3 separate regions of the Rattus norvegicus genome follow, and all the other regions are linked to region 3. The links are chromatin contacts, called in public Hi-C maps. All regions are on one chromosome and are shown on one strand. Each heading gives the region's core, a stretch centred on a gene start, on an enhancer-like site or on the middle of the called end of the contact. The rest is flanking DNA. Distances are from core to core; before and after follow the strand shown. Region 1 has its middle 140 kb from the start of Ubr2. Region 2 holds the start of Bysl (bystin-like). Region 3 holds the start of Mrps10 (mitochondrial ribosomal protein S10).

Region 1 (4,187 bases), core at 794-3,293, 220 kb before region 3:
CGGGCACCAGAAATGTTGGCTGAGAAATGCCAATCGAACTCTGAAGGCAGTCAGTGAGACTGGCTCCCTAAAGGGACAAGAAAGGTTGGTTTGTTCCTCAAAGAACCCCGTGAGTCAGGTGCAGGGGAACCTGGAACTTACTCAGGAAGGCTGGTTGTGGCTCCAGATGCGCATATACCTGTGTTTACATTTATTTATTTTGCGTGTACGTACATGTGTGTGTGCGAGTCACACACATCTGTGCAGGTCAGAAGACAAATTGTAGGACTTCATTGGTTCTCTTCTCCCACCCTGTGGGTCCCAGAGAGGAGAGAACTCTCTGGGCCTGGTGGCAGGCACTTTGACCTGCTGAGCCATCTCTCTGGCCCTCCGTGTCAGAGCTGTCTGTCTTCGGTAATGTTAGAGGCACAAAACGGAATCTAGCATAAAACAGACCTTCACTGGACACTGGAAAGTCATTTCCAGTCTTAAAAAATCCACCCCGCACACTTGGAGTTCGGTTGTCCGCCGTAGAAGGTGAGGCTTGACTTACTTATTTTAAAATGGTTTTCACGGTGAAAAACTTGAACCACACCCAACATAGGAGCTAGGACTACGCTGGCCTCACTGCCACGGATTGCCGGAGAGATTTTGTCGCACCGTGGATGGAGCGTCTTCCTGTATTTATGTGGGGAATGCATATTGTTTGAAACAGCAGGATGTGGTTTGGTGTTACTGGAGAGGGAGATAACTCACAAGGACGTGCACGATACCTCACGAGGATGGGCACGACACACTGACTGACGTGAAGTTCCTAGGATTTTGAGGTTCCCAATGGTCTCTGGCTTGTCTTACTGATAGCTCCCAACAGCAGTGGAAAGTGCTTAGATGCCCCATAGCCAAAGACAGCCGCACATATTGACTGAAACCTCTGACTCCAGAATAAAGGGAAAGGGGAGGAAAGGGATTGAGAGCCACACGTGTAGCTGGCAACCAATGCTCATTTTGATGCCACACCATGAATGGCCTGTGCTCTAGAACGCAGCACAAACGTAGTCACAGCGTCAAGGGGGCTGAAAGGGTGTTAGGGCTTAACACTCCAGTGACCCTGGTCCTCCAAAGACCACGTGTGAACAGCACATGTTTATCTACTTGTCTTTTCATGGGTATGGCCGTTTGCCCGTGTGTATGTCTGTGGACCACATGCAATCAGTGCCCCACTGGAGGGCAGAAGAAGGTGCTGGATCCCCTGGAATGGGACTTACAGATGATTGTGAGCTGCCGTGTGGGTGCTGGGAATTGAACTCAGGTCCTTAGCAAGAGCAGGTATTGTGTTTAACCACTGAGCCACCTTTCCAGCTCTGCCCCACCCCTGACGGAATGTAACATTTTTGAAACTCACATTGGCTTTGGGTTCTGTTACTCTGGGCGCACACAGCTTTCTGGTTTCTTGCAGTTAAGGCCAAAATTTGACTTTGACAATGCGGCAGCTAGTTCCCTGGGTTGGACCACTTGGAAAGGTTCTCCCGCCTCATGTCTTGGGACAGGCTCTGACCCTGAGACATCACAGGGCCCTAGACAGTTTGCTACCTGAGAAACACTAATTTCCCTTGTGCAGATAGCTTAGTCATATCTACCGTACCCCTACCCTTTAGGGGAAGGCCCTGCTCGGATGGATGCTGGACGTGTCACCATAACATGGGCAAGGCCTTTTTTTTTTTTTTTTTTTTTTTTAAGAAAAAGAAGAGGGTTAAGAGTTGATATCCAAGGAAATTTGAGTGTTAATTGAGTGTCTCCCAAAGTCCACAACCATAGGAGATGCAGTCCACCCTTAAAACGAAATAGAGGCTGGCTCACAGAACTCTCAGCTGGTTTTCTGTGCCTTCTTGGCTGGGTAAGTATATGACTGTCGGAGGTTGAACCATGAGGACCCCAAGATTTCCCTTCTTTTGAATAGTTTTAGCTCATTGTGAGCCACTCTAGATCTGATGATATCTCTCATAAATTCCCATTCCGTAGGTATCTGGATGTCTGTGCGTGCCTTGCCTGATCTTGGGACAGGACTCTCAAGGCCTGCAGGCCACGGTCCTGGGACCCCAGCAGCACTTGGCTTGCAGAATCACCCTGCTCAAGTTTGCCCCTTCTAGACTGAGTTTGGGGAGGGCAGAACTGGGTCACCTCTGCGCTCTGCACCCCAGCTTCTTGCACACAGCCTGCGGCTGGTTGGTACTGTCTACATGCTTATATAAGAATCAGATTTTTTTTTTTCCGTTTTTAAAAAAAAAAAAATTTTTTTTTTTTTAAATCTCTGGTTTTCTTCCCATTGGTTCTTGATGTGGGGAGAAACCCAGGCCCCGTGTTTTCAGCCTGTGAGGGAGATCAGAGCAGGGTAATAGTTCCTTTCCTTGCCTGTCTGTGGCCTTGCAGCATGGCTTAACTAGAGCCCTTGAATGCAAACACCGTCCCATCCCCCATCCCTTTTGATAAGTGACATTTTGTTAAATCAGTTATTCAAGGCCTTATCTATATTTCTGTCTGTGCTGGCTTAGTCAAAATAGGAAAGAGGGAATATTAGATTTCTTCACCCGCCCCCTCCTCCTTCCCCTTTGAGCAACTCTGCCGAAGCTTTCTGATAGGGGAGGGGCGCCATGTCCTTGAAGCAGCAAACGGTTCCTGCAGAAAAATGTGGAGGGCTTGGGCTTACAGCGAGTGGTGCTTTTTAGCAGCTGTGATTTTTCCATTTTTCTTCCCCCCCCCACCCCTTTCCTCTCTGTTTTGATTAGTGGAACTCATTGTGTTGTGGGGTAGGGGTTGTGGGGAGGGAGGAGGGGTGCCCGGGGAGCAACATTTCCGGGGAGAGCTCAGAGTTCGGGAGGGGTGAGGGAGGGAAAGGATTTATTGAAAATATATGTCTACTTCGGCTATGATAAAGCAGCAGGCATGTAAAAATGCAACAGGGAAATCATTATTGCGGTAATGCAGGCAGGCTTCGCTTTCTCATTAGCAGCGCTCAGCCCACGTGGAGGAGGGGGTGGCCGAGCTGCCTTGAGAGTCGGGGTATTCAATTATAGCAGAAACTCAGGGGAATTCTCTCCACCTTCCCTGCGCCCCCCACCCCCGGCTGCCTTCGCTCTTTTCTTTCCCCTCCCGATCGCTTCATAACCTTTTGGAAGCTGCTGGTCCGGGTTCCATTGCTTCCTTCCTCGCCCCTGCCACCCCGAATGCAGTGGGGACCGAATGCAGCGGGGACCGCGTCATTTTGAAGTTAGAAGGAATTAAAATAAATTCTCTTGGGAACAAGTGGAGCATTTGGGTGACACTTTGTGAGTAAGAGGCTGGATTTTTATCTTTTGCATTCCAGAGAACAGGAGGGTGGCCTGTATGGGGGTTCAGGAATTTGCATACTCCCTGCCTCTTTAATACTGGCACCCTTATGGAGCGCTCCGTTTCGGGCCTTGTGCAGCTTAGTCCTTTCATACTTAACCATTCACTGTAAGGGCTGATGCAACGTTCCGTTTCTTCCCCTTGGGGAAACTGAGGCACAGCTTATACTGCAGTAGCTTGCCTGGGATCATGCACATGGTAAGCGATGGAGTTGGCGCCCAAGCCCGGGACTGACCCAGGAGACTGGATTCTGGAGTCACTTGTTCTGAGCTGACCCATAGATTCTGAGATATACCCGCAGATACCCCGGATGCTGATGGAGAGCTATAGGTAGAGTGATGAGGACGCTTGCTCACCAAGGTCTCTCCTTCTAGAGATCCAAGAGAGGTCTCAGGTCCCCGTTAGAGAGAGGTCAATCGATACCCTCTCCACTACTTGTTCATCAAATGTTTATGGGTCGTTGCCGTGTACCAGGGTCGCACCAATGACTGGAACCATCTGGATGAAACAGAGGAGCTCAGGGTCTAGTGGTGGGAATAGAAACATGATTCTAGGGGCTGGGGATTTAGCTCAGTGGTAGAGTGCTTACCTAGGAAGTGCAAGGCCCTGGGTTCGGTCCCCAGCTCCGAAAAAAAAAAAAAAAAAAAAAAGAAACATGATTCTAGTGGCTCCTGCCTGGAAAAGGAGGAGTTGGGAAACTGTCTAGAGCAGTCGTGGAGGCGGTACTGAAAGGGCTTGTTCCGTAGAGAAGGCCAGGGCATGTCACATCATGACTGTGGCCGTCCATACAGACCAGGCCTTGAGGAAGGAATCCCTTGTGCAAC
Region 2 (3,997 bases), core at 1,108-3,607, 240 kb after region 3:
TGGCATCTGACCCCTTGCCACTGGAGTTACAGACAGCAAGCCTGACATATGAATGCTGGAAACCATACTCGGATCTTCTGCTAGAACAAGTGTTCTGAAAAGCTGAGGACCAATTCTCAAGAGTTTTCCTCTGTTCTCTACACACATCATGACACGCACACAAAATACATGTTAAATAAAAGAAGACAAGTGCTATGAGATAAGTAGGGGAATAAAAGAGGTTAGGAGACAGATGCTGACACTTGTGGGGTGTTTTGTTGTTGCTGTTGTTAGTTTTTTATATATGAGTGAACCCTTGCATCATAGAGGCCAGAGGGGAATCTTGACTATTATTTCTCGGGAGCTGATGACCTTGTTTTTGAACCAGGGTCTGGCTGGGACCTGGGGTTAGCTGATTAGGCTACACTGGTTGCCCAGTGGGTCCAAGAGATCTGTCTTCAACACTGTGGGACTACAAGCTGTTGTAGGTGGAAGTCAAGAGTCTCAAGTCATGTTCCTTACCAGCTGAATTATCTTATCCCCTCCTTACTTTGTGATTAGACCTGAAACAGAGGCAGATTAGATAGGATTCTGTTGATCTCTAGCTGTTGAATGGACCACAGAGGTTACAGAATACAAATTATGATGCTCTCCCAGTGATTCAGGGGAGACTGTGGTAGCTAAAACAGGAGGCGTTCCAAGTTAATGGAAAGTGGTCTGGCTCTGGATATATTCTAAAGACACAACCATCAGGATTTACTGTGAAGTGAGAAAGAGAACACTGGATTGTGCCTTGAGCAGTGGAAGGCTAACATGCTAACAAACTCTGTGTAGCCAACAGAGAGCAGGTTTGGGAAGGAAGTCAGAACTTCTGTGTGGACACATTCAACTATCGACAGCTACCAGTCTTCAACTTGGAGCTGTCAGGAAGACCACTGGAAATAAAGATGTGAGCCTCTTGGACGAACTACGTACGTGGGAGAAAAATCTGGAAGCAGCCATCAAACAGATGGCTTCAGAGTGAAATTTGCTGACAGCATCACGGAAGGATCTATAAGCTCAAGGCCTGCCTTGGTCACGGCAAGTTCAAGTCCAGCTTGAACAACTGAAGGAGACCCAGTCTCAGTTACAAAATGTTTTTAAGGGCAGGCGTGGTGCCAACCACCTATAATGCCACATGGAAAACAGAGGCAAGATCAGGAGTTTAAGGTCATCCTCCCCTACAGAGTTTGAGGCCAGCCTGGGCTCCTTGAGCCCTTACTTCAGAAAAGCTGCTGTAGCCCTAAAGCCACATTCAAACACTGCTTTTAGGACAGATGGGAATGGAAGATTAAGCAACTGGAGGTCAACGACAGTTCCTCCCCAGTGAGACAGATTACCAAGCATCTACCCACCCATCCCACCCCACTTTTAGCTTCTGAACAATACTCGTTCCCCTCCCTCATCACTGGAACACTTCCCACTTGCTTTTCAGATCTTACTAGAAGGACGTGAAACCTGGGATACCCACCATACAGAATTAATGTCCATCTGTTTTTGTTTAAACAGAAATATCTTTCCCCCTCTCTTGAGAGATAGGGTTCTATCATGTAATGTAGTCGAGGTTAATCTGGAATTTACTATGTACTCAAGGAGGCCTTCTGCCTTGCTTCTGGAGTGCTGGCATTACAGGTGAGCATCGCCACTCCTGCCTGGAATATATTACTCTAATTATCTATTTAATGTGTGCCTTGAGCTACACTTCCGGTGCCATCAGGAGTGATGAAGATCTTATTTCTGGATCAGAACTGCCTAAAAACTTAACACAGCTCAAAGCACTATGCAGGCAGCCCACAGATACTTCAAACGCACAGAGAATAAATAAATGCTAGAACTGGTGTGAGAGATCACATTCTGTTGGCTTAAGTCTGGATCCCGAAACCCAGGAGTGGAAGTGAAGGACCACGCGGGAAAGTTAAGCCGCCTACTCTTTTTAATTCTAACCCAGTATTCCGATGGAGAGTATCAGACCGGCCCAACTCACCACTCCACCCCTTGTCACTCACCCAGCCGCGTGGCGCGCTCTCGCGGTTTTGCCGGCCGATCTCCAGTCGCGTGTTCAGTCTCGAGCTCCTCCTGCTGCTGCCGGGCTTGTTGCAAAATCCGTCTGCTCAACCGGGGTCCCACATACTCTTCCTCCTCTTCGACCCCGTGTCTCCGCCGTTTTTCTCGGGTCCCCGCACGCACTGCGTCCCCAGCCAGAATCTGCTCCGCCAGAGGTGCATGTCTCTCTTGATTTCTGGCCCCACGTGTCACCTTTAATTTGGGCATTTTTGTCGAAAAACTTGCCCACAAAGTTTACACGTGTGAAGCCGGCTAAGAGACGAGACTGCGCTTGCGCCTTGTATTCCGGTCTCCAAGAGGTCACTGAGGCATCACAGTGCCCCCCAGCGTTCGGAGGCCGGAAGTTCCTCATATATCGCCATCTCTAGAAGAGCTTCGGGGCTTGGAGCAGGAGTCTCCAAATTCTCAGATAATCTCACTGAAAGAGGTGGATGTTCGAGTCACCTTTTCCAGAATTCATGAAAGTAGCCTAGGGCGTGTTGTCAACCCCTTGTATGTTTTGGGGGCGGAGCCGGGTCGATGACGTACTAGAAATGTCACCGCTGGTGTATCCAGAGATGCCTCTCCCTGTGGGCGTGTCGTCCTGGCGCTCAGTATTTACGCATTTCCGGAGGCCGGTCAACGACCGCTTCCTGTGTTTAGGGGGCTGCCTCTCGTGGGAAGGTCTGGATTCTCTGAGTTTGAGTATTTGGCAGTACCACCTTTTGACCCTTCGCCATGGGAGTGACGTGGTAGGACTTGAAGGGCTTCTGCGGGGGGGGGGCTGTGGGGTCGTGAAGGTGTCTGTGAGCCTGTAATGGCCCGGGGAGGGGGATTTTGACCGAGGTTCTCGGTTCCTCGAGGGCTGACCAAGATGTCCTGGGGTTGTGTGGATCAGGGGACACCCGAGTGCGGGTTCTCCCTTCCCAGGCATAACAATTTGGCAAAGCAAGCACTTCATCCCAAGAACCCGCCAAGAGTTGTTGGACCTTCTTTTTCTCGGTACCTCTTTCTGTCCTTGAGGCCTTGTCCCGTCGCAACTAGAATCCAGCGGTTAGAAATAAGGTTTCTAGACTAGGAGATATTCGGAGGAAGGGATAAAAAGGGGCGCGAGGAGAAAGTGACTTGTGTATTCTGCTTGCAGTTATAGCACCTGACTTTGAACTGGCCACTTTAAGATATTGGGGCTAGTGACAAAGGTAGGGGAAAGGAGCTGTTGGGAGTTTGGAGATCGGGGTACCAGGCATATTAACTATTCATGAACCACTCCCTAACGTATTTGAGACAGTTTTTTGAGCAGGGTTTTCTTTGTGAGTAGCTTTGGGAGGCCTGTAGATCAGGCTGGACTCAAACTCACCGAGATCTGCCCACCTCTGCCTCTTGAGTGCTTTGGTGATGGCATTTGCCACCAGCACTTGGGCTTGAGACAGTTTTGATCGACTTTTATCTTAAACATGTCTTAAGTCTCACTTGAAAAAAAAAAAGAGGCAGTCGGTAAGGTTTGGGCACCGTGCTTTTGTGGGTATTAATTTCAAAGTACTAGACCTCAGCACTTAAAATCTTGGTACTGGTGCGCTTCTTTCCGATTAAAGAAGCTTGGGGGCCATTGTACAGGAAGTCAGGGGCCACAGGTCTGCTCTGGAAAGGAGAGCTCTTGTAGGCTCCTTAGTAACTGCGCTTGCCAAAGTTGACACCAGGAGCCTCATCTCTGCCACAGTGAAAATAGATCACAGCAGAGTCATTTGAGATCCCCCAATGCCACCTTTCTGGGCTGTGTATGTAACTTAGACTCCCGTGCCTTTGCCTCCTGCACCAGGGATTACAGGAGTGCTCCACCAATGCCTGCCCACCCTGCGTCTTTGTATAGAGAAGGCAGTCCCTGGGAAAAGGGCTTCTTGCTTTCTAGTATCAGTTCCACTTTCTCAGAATCTTGGAA
Region 3 (4,120 bases), core at 1,159-3,658:
CCTCATCCAAAGGAGACATTGAATGCTGAACATGAATCCGTCATAGACAGAACCAGCCCACTGCACAGTTGAGCAGTCCCAGAGCTAGGATTGTGAAGGCTGTTACGGGTTCAGCTGTAGCTCACCATTTGACCTTGGCCAAGTCAACCCGACTCTGAACGTCACCTTACAGTTAAGATACAGTTACCTCTGTGAGCATGAGATTGGGTCATTTCCTAGCTGAAGTGCTGCTATCTTTACGAGTGCAGCAGACTCCCCTGAGCTGAGACCATCCAGAAGGACTGGAGGCTGAGTGAGGAGCCATCGTCAAGGTACCACGTGGAAAGATGGATGCAAAGTTTAGAAGTAGCAAAGAGATGAAGGTTGGGGCACTCTCGGAACGGACCACTGGCTGAGAGGGATAACTCTGAATGTCATGATTTAGAGAGAGCCTAATTCTGAGGAAGCCTCTGGGGTGCCTGCGCAGGTAGGGCATAGCCAAGTCCAGCCATGTACTAATGAAGATTCTGTTTCCACATAGAGACCACATAGAGGCCAGCCTGAGGGGCAGGAAAGTAGTCCGTACTCACAGGCCTTCCATCAGTTTGTACCATCTGGACCAAATCATTCTTCGCTTAATTCTCTGGCCTGCCAAATAAGACGACTAGTGTCTGCCAAATAAGATGACTAGGTAGACACTAGTCATCATGCAACTTTACGTTGGCATGATGCTTTATTGAGATGTAAGACTCTCAGAGAGAATCTTCCCTCAGGAGGGAGATCCTCAAGCCCAATGACCAGTCCGAGTCCACAGGCTGCAATCAGCAAGAGGATTTTTATTGATCAGGATACACAGGTATCTGTGGGCGTCCCAGTCAATTTGGAAGACTGGCGCGCCTAGCAGAACCAGGGATGGGTTTTTATAGTGTATTGGGAGCAGAAGCAGGCTTACAGAAGCAGATGCATGGTTACAGGGATGTGATTGGTGGAGTAAATGAGGCATACGTGTATGTTACCTATTTTGGCTATAATCATAACAGTGAGTTAGCAAAAAGTACATGGTAGTCAGGGCTTCCGGGGGGTCAGGGACTTTTTCTTTTTCCTGTCAGGTGGCCCATGGAGCAGTGCCCATAATTTAGTCTGGTTTCTGCATTTTGTTTTCTTTTCTGGTCTGTTTCGTCTAAATGATGGGTCAGCTTGTCCCACATATCTAAAAACTTACTTTTTATTTCTATAGTTGAGGGCCTTGGGCTTGTACAATTCCCTTTCTGGGAGGGGGTCTTTCAGAGATACTGTATCAGCTGGGTTTGTGTGTCAAGTTGACACAAGCTGGAGTCATTGGAGAGGAAGGCGCCTCAGTGGAAGATGTGTCTCCATGAGATCCAACTGTAAGGCATGTTCTCAATTGGTGATCTATGGGGGAAGGTCCAGGCAACTGTGGGTGCTGTCATCCCTAGGCTAGTGGTCCTGGGTTCTATAAGCAGGCCGACTGAGCAAGCCATGGGAAGCAAGCCAGTAAGCAGGAGCCCTCCATTGGCATCTGCATCAGCTCCTGCTCCCAGGTTCCAGCCCTGCTTAAGTTCCTGTCCTGACTTCCTCCAATGATATACTATGATCTGGAAGTGTAACTAAATAAACCCTTTTCTCGCCAGCTTGCTTTTTGGTTATGGTGTTTTGTCACAGCAATGGAAACCCTAACTAAGGTAGATACTTTGTATCGTCCTCATTAAATTGATCCTTATCCATTTTCCCAATAACCTTTTAAGAGCCAGGATGTAGAAGAGATGCCACAAATTCAGGATGAGTTTATCATATAGCATTTAATCTCATTTAATCCTCTACTGCTTTGTCCTCCTCTCTACTTGGCAAATGGAAAAAAAAAAATGGGTTCAGAGTATGGAAGAAAGTTGATCAAGTCACCCACCTAAACAGAAACCAGAGCTCCTAAGTGTGGAGCTTCCATTACGTTAAATGCATGGGAAGGCATTTTGAAAAACACAATTTAGAAATATCCATTAACAAGCCTGGCATTCCGACGGTGTGAACAAAGTTTAACAACAAAATGGCTTCTGCAATAAGGTAAAATGTTAGAATTTGGACTCAGTAGTAACAGCAAATTCCTTTCCAAGTATGCGTTTTGTTGTGTGCGTCTCAAAGCAAACAAACAAGAAACACCCACGACAAATATAATTAGGCTATATAGCATATAGATAGAACCTGGCAGTTTATCCAGACGGCGAAAGCGACGCATCCACTCAAAAACTTAAATGAATGCGTGAATAATAAACAAGTAAATAAATAATAAAGTAGAAATTTAAATTAAAAAAACAAAATCAAGGGGCCACGTCTCTATGGTTGTTTCAGTGCCGGAACACAGGAGACACTCTCTCTTTTTCGAACTCTATGGTTCGAGGGCACGGCTGTGATCCCGGAAGCGATCGTGGGAGGTCAGGGCACCAAGATGGCGGCGCGCGCAGCGTGTGTGGCTGTCTGCCGGCGCCTGCAGCAGGTAAAGGGGTGGTCGGGAAACCCTGGCGGCCGAAGGCGCCGTCGCCGAGTCCCGCTGCTACCCTCTACCCGGCCGGCTCGGAGTGTTCCTCCATAGTTTTTATTAGGAAGGGACAAGATAAGGGCTGATTTTTTTTCCCCCGAGAGACTCAAATTGACAAGATAGGAACTAGAACTATAGAATGTCAGAGCGGGAAAGATGAGAAAAATATGTCCAGAAGCCCTCCCTTCACGTTAGAAAGGGCAGTGAGAACCTTGAGCTTAGAGAAGACAGGAATACTCGGATACTTAGGTGCTGAGCCGGAGCTGGACTCAGAAAGCTCGCGTGGAGTTACATTGAGAGGTCCTCCTCGCCTTCAGGGGTTGGAGAGATTGACTCGAAGGGCCCCAGGAATGGGTTAGATCTCCCTCAAGAGGTTCTTTGAAGAAGGAAAACTTGCCTGATGTTGCACGGCGTGAATCACAGCACTGGGGAAAGGAGGCAGGCGGACTTCTGGGTTCGAAGACAGTCAGGCTACATGTTGAGATCCTGTCGCAAAATAAATAATTAAACAACAACAAAAACTAGGCGGTCTCAAGAACTTTGGCCTCGAGACCTTTGTGGTTTTTGAAAACAAAGCTCAGAACTGGACCTCTAATAGGATTACTTGTAAAGCACGAGGAAGATTGCCCACTAGCCTGGCCTGCAAATTGAGACCCTGTCTTCAAAATAAACGATTTTTTAAAAAGGAAGGGCTGAGACTAGCTCAGTTGCTAGAGACCTCAATGCCTAAAGCTGGCTCTGGGTTGGATCCACAGCAGCACATAACCCAGAGACGGCAGCCCACACCTGTCACACCAGCCCTTGAGAGGTCAAAGCAAGAGGATCAGAAGTTCAAAATCACTCTCAGCTACATACAGAGTTCAGAACCAGAGTGGGCTCCGTAAACTTGTGTCTACAAAAACGTTTATCCTTTATACTAGAGACTGAACCCAGGGCCTTGCGCACACCAGACAAAGGTCCTGCCACTGAACCCCATTCTTAGCCTTCTGTGGAACTCCAGTCCTCTGCAAGAACTGTGAGCGGTCACTTCAGCCTCTGTATCTTCCCAGGTTAAATTAGTTAACACTTTAGAAAGACTGCTTCCCAAAGCAAAAGCAAGTTTGATGGAGAGTAATGCCTCAGTATGCAGCCTCACGGCAGAAGCGGCTTTCTTATTTGTTTTTGCACACCATCTTTTATCATATAGTACAACTCATGCAGCTTTGTAAGACTCCACTGTACACCAGCCAGAGGATGGAAGCAGAAAAGCCTTGAGTAATTCTTAGTGAGTTTTGGTTTCAGGCTTTCTGAGAGTGTCTTAAGGATTCATGGGCAGTCCCAGCCCACACTTGTATAACCACTGATCCTAAGAAAAAGACATGAGAGCTAGAGAGGTGAGATAGCTCAGTGGTTAAGAGCACTTGCTGCACAACCATGAGGTCTGGGGTTCAGGTGACAGCACCAGGCTATCAAGAGGGTCACTCATGCCCCCCTGTGACCCAGCTCCAGGGGTTCACAGGAGGTCCAGTGAAGCTTTTTGGCTTCCAGAATAGCCAAGAAAATTTTGAGTCCTGGGAGCAGTGAGATCCTACCGTAAGCAGGTGCAGAGTG

What was found. Hi-C and Micro-C count contacts between places; a contact is called where the count stands out from the background.
Region 1: a Hi-C map of frontal cortex shows a contact between it and region 3, with 2.8 times the contacts expected there. The contact joins the enhancer-like site here to the promoter of Mrps10 in region 3. A contact is called at or near these places in 3 of 12 Hi-C or Micro-C datasets (the Rat2 cell line, frontal cortex and mammary epithelial cells) and 1 of 1 datasets of contacts at active chromatin or transcription factors (oligodendrocytes).
Region 2: a Hi-C map of liver shows a contact between it and region 3, with 6 times the contacts expected there. The contact joins the promoter of Bysl here to the promoter of Mrps10 in region 3. A contact is called at or near these places in 8 of 12 Hi-C or Micro-C datasets (Schwann cells, frontal cortex, kidney and 3 more).

The regions. Positions count from the first base shown.
Region 1 is chr9:21,342,442-21,346,628 of GRCr8, reverse strand. It overlaps a transcript of Trerf1 not described here. Among named protein-coding and RNA genes, the nearest start is that of Ubr2, 140 kb to the left of the region's middle. Within about 2 kb of position 2,043, at least 19 of the 93 cell types and tissues checked have an H3K27ac peak or open chromatin away from gene starts, as enhancers often do.
Region 2 is chr9:20,878,701-20,882,697 of GRCr8, reverse strand. It overlaps Bysl (bystin-like), which reads right to left and starts at 2,357. Exons shown (of 7, transcript NM_182674.3): 1 at 2,025-2,357. The coding sequence starts at 2,289. Med20 (mediator complex subunit 20) reads left to right here and starts at 2,687. Exons shown (of 4, transcript NM_001013178.2): 1 at 2,687-2,813. The coding sequence starts at 2,800.
Region 3 is chr9:21,120,741-21,124,860 of GRCr8, reverse strand. It overlaps Mrps10 (mitochondrial ribosomal protein S10), which reads left to right and starts at 2,408. Exons shown (of 7, transcript NM_001389252.2): 1 at 2,408-2,488. The coding sequence starts at 2,441.